Linked DNA regions of Oryzias latipes: region 2 is linked to region 1. The links are chromatin contacts, called in public Hi-C maps. All regions are on one chromosome and are shown on one strand. The core of a region is the stretch at or near the end of the contact, and the rest is flanking DNA. Distances in the headings are between cores, read along the strand shown. Region 1 overlaps jarid2 (protein Jumonji). Region 2 has its middle 7.9 kb from the start of LOC101169467.

The links. Hi-C and Micro-C count contacts between places; a contact is called where the count stands out from the background.
Region 2: a contact with region 1 is called in a Hi-C map of embryo, with 1.6 times the contacts expected there. The contact joins two enhancer-like sites. A contact is called at or near these places in 2 of 5 Hi-C or Micro-C datasets (both in embryo).

The regions. Positions count from the first base shown.
Region 1 is chr11:23,813,202-23,819,020 of ASM223467v1, forward strand. The region is part of intron 1 of jarid2 (protein Jumonji); the gene reads right to left. Among protein-coding and RNA genes, the nearest start is that of jarid2, 19 kb to the right of the region's middle. Within about 2 kb of position 3,185, at least 3 of the 8 cell types and tissues checked have an H3K27ac peak or open chromatin away from gene starts, as enhancers often do. A contact at or near this core is called in embryo, where this site is marked.
Region 2 is chr11:23,934,266-23,940,084 of ASM223467v1, forward strand. No RefSeq gene overlaps it. Among protein-coding and RNA genes, the nearest start is that of LOC101169467, 7.9 kb to the right of the region's middle. Within about 2 kb of position 2,911, at least 4 of the 8 cell types and tissues checked have an H3K27ac peak or open chromatin away from gene starts, as enhancers often do. A contact at or near this core is called in embryo, where this site is marked.

The DNA of each region.
Region 1 (5,819 bases), core at 1,935-4,434:
AAAGCTGATCGAAATAAGAATGAACTAAATCCCAAAAGTCAAGTCTGATCAAGTCTGAAACTACGTGATCAGCAGGCCTGATTTCCAATCACATGATCGAATCGGGACATATCTTTTAATTTAGAAAAATAGTATCAAAGTCAGACTGCTTAGAGTATGGTGCCACACTCGAGTCTTACAGTTGAGTGTTGTTTGGTATAAAAACATCTTCATCTGATAAGTTCGCACAGACACAGACTCTTTTTTTTTTTTTTTTTTTGCTATGACACATAGCTTTGTGTTGTAACAACACGAGTGTCATCAGCACAAAGCAGAATGTGATGGAGCATTTACCTTCAAACCTAAACCCCATTGCGTCTGGTTTCCACACCTCCATTCGCCTCCAAGGTCACACATACCGCCTTCCTGGCAAATTGTGAGTTTTTTTTCTCCGAAGTAGCGTAAAGTGCTTTGTTGCAGCAAACACTTCATCCCTCCTTGCACACTCCTACACACACTGTGGCTTATTCCATCCACAAACAAAAGCTCGCTGAGATTGTCATCTACACAAAGTAATGTTGTAGACTTGTCATGAAGATGCATCACAGCTGTGGAATTTTTGTTTTGTTAATGGCCAAGGATCAAAGCCAACAGAAATGCATCAGGGGAAATCCTTTTCTGCATTAAGATGGGTGTCAAAATGAGACAAAAGCAGGTTAAGTGACAAATCTCAAACTTTTCCTTAATCCCAAAAAGCCAAGTATCTTAAAGTGTCAGTGCCGTTTTTGAAGCTTCCTGATTGCGCTCAAATTTCGGATGAATCTACTTTTTGGGAAAGTGAGGTAAAAAATTTCTCCCCCCAATTGCTTTTGATCATCATGGGTGACAGAGGCTCTTCCTGTCAGCTGTGTCAGAATGAAACTTATTTGTAAATCAGGTAGCCTTCCTGTCAGTGTAGATGGGGAGAAAAAAGGCGGTGGTGGAGAAGGGGAAAGTGTAAAGATGACAATGTGCAGAGGTCTTTTATGATAGAATCGCATCTGACTGAAGCCGTTTCCTTAATAAACACTCATCATGGGGTTTACCTCGGAAAAAACATTCACTTTTTCAATAAAAACACAACCATCGTCTCGATATCTGCCGTTTTCAAAAAGCTCTGACTGCCCAAACCGCAGGAGGCTGAGATGATGGCTTCCCCATTACCACTTGGGAAATCCTCCGTCTTTGCATGCCAGGCTTCTCTTATTAAATAATTCACTTCCTGCAGGACCCATCAGAGTTGGATGTAACCATTTAACTCTTTAAGATTTTGGCTAGAAGTAGCCACCCGGTGCTACGGCGCTGCCAAAGCATGCGCCACACTTACTCTTCAGAGAGTGAAAGTCTGTGGTTTGTGGTGGCTGTGTCATTTCAGAAAAGAAAAAGAAAAAAAGAAAAGAAAAACACTCCAGCTGCGTCTATGTCTCCGGTCTGTTCCAACTTACCCAAAACGCGGGGATTTCTGCTTGTTTTTTTAGCGTCAGTGACAGTTTAAGCTCGGATAGAACAGACATGATAAATACCCATTGAAAGACATTATCTGTGATAGGAAAACAGCCTGATTGGAAAAACAGCCTGAATGAATGAACTCAGTTAAGCGGCTAACCCCAAACACAACAGTAACGGGTACATTTAAAGAGCTTTCTTCAGCCAACGTTCATATATTTATCAGAAAATTCCAAATAACTGACATCTCAATCAGGTTTGAGGCAGTTTAAAAGGTTTTTCTAAACACAAAAGTCGCTGATGCACCACACTTGGTTTTTGACTAAACAAAAAAACAAACAAGAAGGTGGATGAACGACACGAAGACGAATCTTTAGCCCTTTAACATCGGAGCTTTAGCTTCAGTGTTGATATTCTTTCGTCTATTGTAACTCTTCTACCGCAATTTAAGTTATTCCAGCAGATTCTGAAGCGGAGAAAAGCAGCGTTACCCTGACATGCAACAGTTTACAGTAGTGAGCCGTTTGTGCAGTTGACATAAATTAGCGTATTCTGTTGTGTAGAAATGCGAGTTTGCGCCATTACGGAACACTTTAGTAACATACCAGTAAATCGTTATATCGCTGCAAAGCAGATTTGCTCACCGTTTTACTTTGTCAGAATCACCTTCTTCAAGTTGATTGCGTAAACAGTCAAACATCTGTGGTACATCATAGAGTGTGTTATTTAGGCGTCACTGGCAACATCACATGTGTTAAAGGGTTATAGTAGTGGAGGTGTCGGCGGTGACTTTAAGAGATGTATAATTTGTGTTTGAACGCGATGTGGTGCGAGTTTGACCTGCAAATAGAGAGGCAATGCTCTTGTTTGAGGGCAGTTTTGACAAACTAAAACCCGGTTACCAGAGCTTGAACGCAAACGCGAAGAAACTATCCAATAGTTGTTGGTTTAACAATAAGAGTCAATTGCTTTGTTGTGGAAAAATGCTGGAATTTTTACAATAACAATATTAACAATAACACTTTTGGAAAACCAAAGGAAAAGGCATCATTTCAATTCAACAATTTCCATCATGAACTAATGCTAAAATCTGATCTAATAACTGCTTTCTACAGTATTTTTTATTCCACATCCTGGCTGAAACTAATGAAGCTCTTTCATAGTGTACATCATAACCAAAAATAGAGCTTAGAGACCTTAACAGCACATTTACAGAGCTCTGGTTTCACTTCCCATTAGACACTCAGCTATGATAATACCCAGGAGGGAAGAGGGAGCAGCAATCGCTTTTACATGCTGCCAAGGTCCTTACATTTGTTCGTTCTCTGGCATTTGTACAAACCTCCTGCGTTCTGAAATAGGATTATTTCCTCCCCAGATCGAATAAAATACAGGATAGATATTTTTCCTTCCCTGAACATCATCATGTCAAACAGAAAGTGACCTTTAGAAAGCATCATCTAAACCTTTTGTTTACAAGCTACCTTTGCCCATAAAATAACAGGCTTATGTTAAATGTTTTGTTTAAAAGTAATTATTTTATTCGTTGGAATGCTTTTGTCTTACCACTCCTTTCCTCTAAACCGGTAACAACAACCAGATGAGCATGCAGAGGTCTAACTTTACCCCTGCTGGAGACTCAGACCCTTTCCTTCCTGCTCCAGTCCCACATCAGTCCCATTTCATTCCTTTGAGAGGTAAACCCACCAATCAGAAGACAGAATGGTAAGGAATATGATAGTGGATTGACTCGTCGGAGGAAAAGGGGGTGGAGCAGCTCAGCCATCCCCTGACAACAGCATCAAGCTGTGAAATGAGTACGAGAGACATGAATAGTTATTTTCCTTTCCACTTTTCCTTACAAGCTGCTGTTTTTCCCAACCTTCCACAAGAAACTTTCTATTTTACAGAGGTTCATTCCAACTAAAAGGCTCTTCAGCCGTCACCCACACTCCCCCGCTTGAGACACGCAGCCGCATGGTTCTGTTGAAGCTGGGGCAGGTCAGACTGGCTTGTGGCGGAAGGAAACAAACTACACACTGCCACACATGCCCACTCGCAAACGCCAGCACAAACACAAACACACGCGTGTGCACTTCATCAAGCATTATCAGCTCAGCTCGGGTTGAACGGGGTCTCTGCTGACCTACTTCTCTACCGTCACTCAGAGGCAAACACTGAGCACACTTAACATAAACTCTGCACGGGAGGCAAATGGAAAACCCGCCGCTCTCAAGGAGTGCATGCTCAGGACCCGGACAGGCCCCCGCCAACCTCGCCATTTCCCCTCCCTTTCTGCAGTAATGAGACAGCAGTTAAAAAAAAAAAAAAAAGATGCCCCTTGTGTAGGCTGGAGGTGTTAACAGCCAGCTCCAGCAGCCATCTTGTGTGTTTGTATACGTGATAAGAATAGAATGGGAGGATGGATGAAAGCCAGGAAGGCTCCCCGAGAGCAGCTTCAAAACATTTTTCAGCCGCTGTAATCAAAGATTTCCTCAAAGCCAGTGAAATTCAACAGAAACCTTAGAGAAATTGTCAAAGTTCTAAAAAATACAATGAGCTTAAAACTGAATGGAAAGAAATTCCCTTTTTTGAAAACACTGCAACTTTATATTGTTTTTCTTAAAAATAAAACCTCTAGCTTTTTGTATAAAGTACTAACCACACGTACAGCTCAGCCGTCCATAAAGGGATGGGTCAAATTCAAGAAATAAACCAGAACTTTTTACATTTTAAGCTGAAATCAAGACGATTATATAGCTAAATTCTGTTTACTCAATACACATTGATCTACCATCATGTCAACACAAAAGAAAAAGCTTCTTGGTGAAGAAAAACTGCCTGAACATAGTCAATGAAGACAGGGTCAGCACCCAACCGTAGCACTACTGCTCCATTTTCTTCAAGAAATGAATTGGATTGTTCATTAACACACCGTGGGCGGACACAGATCCAAAGCCAACCAACAGCCGAGTCCAAGCAGCTTTTGTTGTGCTGAATGTGAAAAGTCCTTGAGCGACTCCTAACGAGCAGCTAATTAAAAGCGTACTTTAAGGTAGTTTCCAGAAGGAACTTTAATAGAAAAATCGGTGGCCAAGTGTAACGTTACACTGCAGCTGTTGCAATGTCAGAACCCACTCAAAACCCACTGGGGCACAGCTTTGGAGTTGCAGGTGCAAAACCGCCAGAACACCTGCGACTAAAACAGGTGAGTACAGGGGAGGAAACTGAAGGTGTTTCCCAAACACACAAAGGGTTTATCCTTCACTTCCAAGCATTACACACCAACACAGACAACTCTGGCAGCTCATGCGGGGGGGGCTTGTGTCCATTGTTAGAGGGTCTCATGAGCCCCCTCGTTACTGTTTGAGGCCCAACAAAAGCAGCATTGATGGCACCTACCAGCAAGAAAGACCAAAGAAAATGCAGGAGAGAAAAAGAACAAAGAGAAAAGGAAGGAAAATCACTCTGCTGATGGCCTCCATTTATGTTCTAGGACTAGGAAACTTCCCCCACATCGAAAACTGTGGATTTATGGCATATGGAAAAATACTCATGTCAATAATCATACATGGCTTATTTATTCAATTAGTCCTCCATAATGGGTCAGGTTGAGCGCAATCACCACTGCCGGTGAATGACAGCCGCCTTCACACACCAGTCCGTCTGACAAGCTATTCATACACCAGCGCCCTCGTTTATGGAAATCATATGCAAACTCCCTGTCAAACCCTCCGCACATTCGGGAGGAATGGGCAAACTCCTCTCGCTTTTTTTTTTTAAACAGCTATGAGACTGACAAGCTTTTTATGAACAGAAATAAAATAAAAATTAAAAAAAATCCAGCTGGTTTGGACAGAGTACAGAGTTAACAGTAACTCATATTGGAATTGCAGCGATACTCTCATATAATGGAGGCCTTTGTGAGTCCTAAACACAAGTAGGAATTTTGTGGCTTTGTGTCGACATTCCAGATCATAGACATAAAGTCAATCCCTTGTACATTATAGCTCCTATGTGCTCCTCTGTGCCCTATATAATCAATCAAGGTGTCCCATCTTGAGCTGTCGCTGTTTGTTAAAGGGGGTGAGTTTTTGAACCCCGCAGAATTAATGGCCGAAGTCTACAAAAACAAATTGGGAACATTATAAACAAGAGGGATGGCGGTTTGGTAAAAATTAGACTTCAGGGTTAGGGTTTTCTAAGGAGCAAGGTTCCAATTAATGATAAGATGACTGCAGGGAGAGATTGGTTGGGAAATGCATCAAACGGTGGAATGGCTAAAGCCTTACTGCAGGCTGAAACGACCCAATTCCGATTTTTTTTTTGCCCCTATGCGACCTGTATCTGATCTT
Region 2 (5,819 bases), core at 1,661-4,160, 120 kb after region 1:
TTAGTTCAAAATTAGACCATTCATTCATTGATGGTACATCTTAAAATCCGTTGCTCCCAAATGTGCGGAACATACGGTGCTTTTATGGCATTGTGATTGTCACTTGGTTCCACCCCTTTTTTATTCCAATTTAAAACTTTGACAGAAAATGTTTAATAAGCCTAAATTTCACCTCTCAATATATCCCACCCCAAACTACTTGGGACTGAACATAACTGGTTATGAAGGAATCAGTGACTGAAAAAAAAAAATTGTCACGCCAGTGGAACATAATTTTAGCAAAAAAAAACCAACAAAAAGGTTAGAGTTGTTTAAACTATTCTTGCAACTTTTTTCCTATGTGAGCAACAATAAGTTGAGCTACCTTTACTGTGCTCGAAAGTGACTCAGAAGCTGAGATGCTGATTCTGCTCCTCTGCGTGTCTCACAAACTGCTTTCTCCTTGTCACATTGAGTCACAACACACAGTCTGTCTGACAAGAAAAAAAAAACAAATGGTGTCAGACATTAGAGACAGCGATGGCTCAGCTTGGTACAGGCTACAAAACAGTGAGTGATGCAGCAAAAACAACTTCATCCAAGAGACAAAGAGTGGTTTGTTTCTAAAAGTTTTTTTCTCAAAGTGAAAAGTTTTTTTTCTACATCACAAATAAGCTCTTTTTCAAATAATGTTTCTTTCGTCTGCTCATGATTCATCATAATTTGAATATAGAAATACTCAGAAATGCAATTAAAATTTTCTTTATATATCTCCTACATCATGAGAAAGATACCACAAGAACATGTCCAGAACACCCAATAAACAATTTGTATCATAGTGGAGCTTTAAAGTTACTTTAAGATTCATTTCTAACCCTAAAAAGATCCCAGACAGCTGTAATATTTACATTTAATATAGATCTTTTGTATTATGCATTAATGCAAAAACTAAATCTATTTTATTCTATTTTGTAATTGCATTCAATCTATTTAATTTAGACAGAATGGAGCTTTGTGGTCCATATATTTTCCTAAAGTTCCACATAAATTGGACACAAACTGGCAAGTTCCAAATGCAGATACCTCTCCTCTGTTCTGAACAGAACACTGGAAACAACATGATCTGGCAAACAAGTGGAGGGAACACTGGGATCATGGAAGGATGAGACAATTAAGTACAGGTGCACCCATTAAGATGACAGTACCCCCTCCTCAAGAGGCACCTCTGGGTGCACCGCCAGGCTTGCCCAGGTGGCGGCGGTGAAACTCACGAATGAGGGCTGGGTCCATGACCTCTCCTCAGGGCCATAACCCTCTCAGTCCACAAAGTATGGAAGACCCCTGCCCCGCCGTCTGGCATCCAGCAGGCATCGACCAGTGTAGGTTGGCTGACCATCTATGATGCCGGCGGAGGAGCGCTGAAGTTACAGAGAATTTCCCCATTGTTTAAAGAATTTCCCCATTGTGGGATGAATAAAGTTTTATCTTATCTTATCTTACAGACGAAGTGACGAAGGAAGGAAACACAACCCAAGAAACGCTGTTTACGATAAGTGGGGACATGCCAATTAGCTTCTGCACTCACCTTGGCCGGATCTGGCCTCACCTCCCCGCCTGCAATCACAAAGCCCAGGAAAGAAACAGAGGGGGAGTGAAACTGGCACTTCTCTGCCTTGACATATAGTTTATTCTCTAGCAACCACTGGAGAACCAGACAAACATGTCGCCTATGTTTGTCCAGGTCTCTGGAAAAAATCAAAATGTCGTCCAAATGGACGAATACAAAATGATGAAGAAAGTCCCTTAACACGTCATTAATCAAACCAGAAATATCCACACCTTATCAACCATGTCAACTAATCTGCAACAACAGAAAATGAATAAAATATGCACTTGATGTTTGGTGAAAGAGTTTATGACCCACATCAACAAGAGAAAGGGGGGGCTGGGTTGACAACTCTAACAGCTGAAGTTCCTATACAGCACATGTGTCAAACTCAAGGCCCGGGGACCAAATGTGGCCCTCCATGTCATTTCATGTGGCCCGCGAGAGCATAAAGGTTTTTAATTTCTTAAAATAAAAATTGGTATGTATTTATTTATATGTAGGGGGAATCAGACTTGAAATATCAGATTGGGCAACTATACATTAGGACTTAAACACTGTCCATATAACCTAACCTGACAGAATCAAATTTAAAAGGATTTATGCTAGAGTAACAAGCAAACTTATGTTTTCTATGCAACTTTAATTGTCTCTTAAAAAGTTATAATAAATAGATAATGAGTTATATAACATTAAGAAAGTTACGTTTATTTTTCATTACATTTAGGTACATGTATATGTTATATCTGGCCCTTTGAGGACAGCCACTATGCTGATGTGGCCCTCTGTGAAAATGGGTTTGACACCCCTGCTTTAGAGCCACAAATGCTGCAGTATAAGTCAGGAGGAGCTCATTTAGCCTAGTGAAAAACAACTGAACCAAATGTACTAAATGTGTTGGATCAAGTGTTTCCGGTGAAAGAAAATGCTGGAGAACACACACACTCATGCTCCTTTGTCACACCAGCTGTCTTTATGCATTTTTTTCCTTCCCTGCATTGACCAAAGCTATTGATAGATGGGATGTAGGAAGGCCAAATCAATAAACAAGAAAAGCTTTTTGCAGCCACAGTGACTGGAGGCAAATGTGTTTCCACATTCATTCCAGGATTCCGTGCTTGTGCGACATGTCTGCATTCTTGCATCCACCTGCATATGTTTGCGCCTAAAGTCACTGTGTGAAAACACCGTCTCTCTCTCTTCTGTCTTTCCTCAGGACGTGCAGAGCGGACTTGTTAATGTTTAATGCGCTCTCTCAGGAAGCAGGCACGCTCAGTGAGGCCCGCACACACAAAACCACTTCTACATCCCCCTAGCGACGCCACCCTCATTACCAGCCTGAGGTTTGACCTTTCACCCCTCGACCAGATGGCTGATGTTTTCAGTCTGAAGGCAGAAGAAGCAAATGAGTAGTGGCTCTACATTTCTCTTGAGAAGAAAAGTGCGTTGGAGGACGGAGGAGGTGTTTGAAGGATCAGAACAGATGCTGAATCAGGCAGGAACACGGGAATCTTCTATTTATCAGGAAGATTACTGAAAATCTTGTAGGATAGAACTCATGAAAATAAACAACAATGCCGCAAAAAGCATTTTCTGCCTCCAAAAGTCTTTTTTTTTTCCAGGCGTTCACCTTTTATAGTGAATCCAAGCTCCATTAAAAATGATCTGCTTTTGCAGAAGCGCTTCTCTCACTTTCCTCCACTGCCCTGTAAGCTTTGGTGACACCGGGACAAAGGCCAGATCAGGCTGCAGGCCTCTCCCACTTTGCACATCAAAAGATTCTCACAAATCACAAAGTCTTTGCAACTCACGCAAGACGGAAAGTAAGCAGGCCGCTAGTCTGAGAAGTGGCGCAGTAAAAGAGAGATCCAGACAATGAGTTAATGCAGGCCTGTGTACGTGCCTGAGCACATGTCCATCTGCGAGGGCTGGTATGACGATGGCACCCTCAGGTGGTGGCAACTCTATTATGTGTGTGTTGGATTTTTTTTTTTTTCGACCCAATAAAATGTGATTAAAGGTGTGTCTACTTCTTGTTTTAAAAAAGATGTCCTCTCAAACTGCCAACAGCTCACATCTGGTTCTGCTAGAGGTTTCTCTTGTCCTTCTTTATTTAGAGGAACTTTTTCTCTTCACTGTCACGTTTTGCTTGCTCAGTACAGAGATTACACCCACAACTCTTCAATATAAGTCGATTTTTTGTATACAAAAATACAGTTAAAACAAAGTGGCCATCTTGGAATGATCTCAACTGCATTGGATAATAATGACACCTAATCTATTTTAGTTAGATTGTGTTTTTGACCCTTAGTGCTGCACCTTAAAATCACCTTGGCACTTAAATAAGAGGACTTAAACAGAAGGAAAATACTTACAGACCCACTCTGATAATTAAGAAACCACTGGGAACGCTTTTAAAATAGATAAAAAGATGATCGGAGTCGAACTTTAAAGAAATCCACATAAATGCAAATGAAAAGTAGGAGTAAGTTAAAATAAATGTAAACATTAAACCCAAAAAGATCTAAAAAAAAAACAGCTATGAATAAAACATGAAAATGCACAGCTTAAGTCCTTTAACTTACAGCTAACTTGTTTTTTTTTATTAAAACATCTAAAAAGGGAAGTTATATATATATATATATATATATATATATATATATATATATATATATATATATATATATATATATATATATATATATATATATATATATATATATAAGAAGTCAGAAGTTTGAAACAATAGAGGAGAAAAATTCAGTTTGCCTTTATGACAAATACTCAAAAATACAGAAACAGAAACATATAGCAGAATAGCAGAAACAAAAACACCTTTTTATAAAGTCATTTATTTCACTCCAAGACACACAATATTTGTACAACTCCAACAACCCAGGTTCAAATTTGGACTGAGGTCTGTCAGTGAGCGGTTTAGGTTTCCTCCTTGACTGAGCTTCTCCCTTGTAGGTTATTGATTTTATACGAAATTGTGAGCCTCCATGTTGTTAGTTTTTAAAGGCCAACTAGAACGTGTCTGAACTCAAGAGCATCATTTTAAAGTTCTCTTCTACTTTTTTTTTAACTTTCAAGTCCTACTCTGATCACCTTTTGATCTGTTTTGAAATTGTTCCCAGTGGACTTTTATACCATTTTTAGCCAAAATCCAAAAACCTGTCATTTTCCAGGACATAGTTTCTGCAGAGTGGCAGGAGTTCATTAGACTTAGGTTCCGAGTTGTGCCACGTCCCATCATCCCTTAGTTTACACACTTCCCTGCTAGCTTAAAGCTGTGGAAAACCCAATGTAACATTAGCAGTGCAACAAAAATGGTGAGTAATATTGGAGCTATACAGTCGTACAGTTTTGAGCAATATGCCAGCTCAGACAAGGAAAACAAAGACGTACACGGATCTAGTCGTCTGCAAGTGGATGCATCAGAATGGAGCACAGCAGGGAGCGTGTGGTTACCCGTTCCAGTTTCAACGTCACAACTACAAGCTTTTTCCAATGGCAGTTTTTCCAGATTCACAACCACTTCACATCAGAGTGGGTCTTTAAACTGTAGCACAAATATAAATAGTGACTTCAATAGAAGTTTCCTGCAAGAATAGTGGTCTAGAATGGTTTAAAATGTCCTAATTTGAAACTTCCACTGAGCCTGTGTTTCATTTTGTTCAGTCTGATTGTGTTTCATGACTCAGTGTGATCCAAGGGCAACCCTTCATCTCTGCTTATGCCAAAGTACCACCGTGATGTCTGTTTAATACGACCTGAATTCCAGGACTTCAGTGTGTGTGTGGGTGTGTGTGTGTGTGTGCGTGTGTGTGTGTGTGTGTGCGTGTGTGTGTGTGTGTGTGTTCCTTCTCTTTAATCACAGAGTGAGTGGAGCAGAACAGTGCAAATAGATGAATCAGCCGGCTTTTGTGCTGTTCTTCCTGCCTCAAACGTGGCACTCATGCCATCTGAGTAACCGTCCCCGGATGTTTGTCTGTTCCTGTTAAGATGTTGGATCACTGAGAAGACGCCTTCATCTCCTTGTAGTCATCTCCTCTCTCTATGCCGTAAACGGACCACCTCCAGTGGAGCTGGATTTAGACTTGTAGTTGAATTAAATCGCTTACCACAATAAGCCATGTGTGTAAAGTGAGGCCACGTTGTGCCCTTCAACACAAACCATCTTGATGCCTGAAGGGAAGTTGTTTCTTGCCTGACTAAATTGAATTATTTTTTT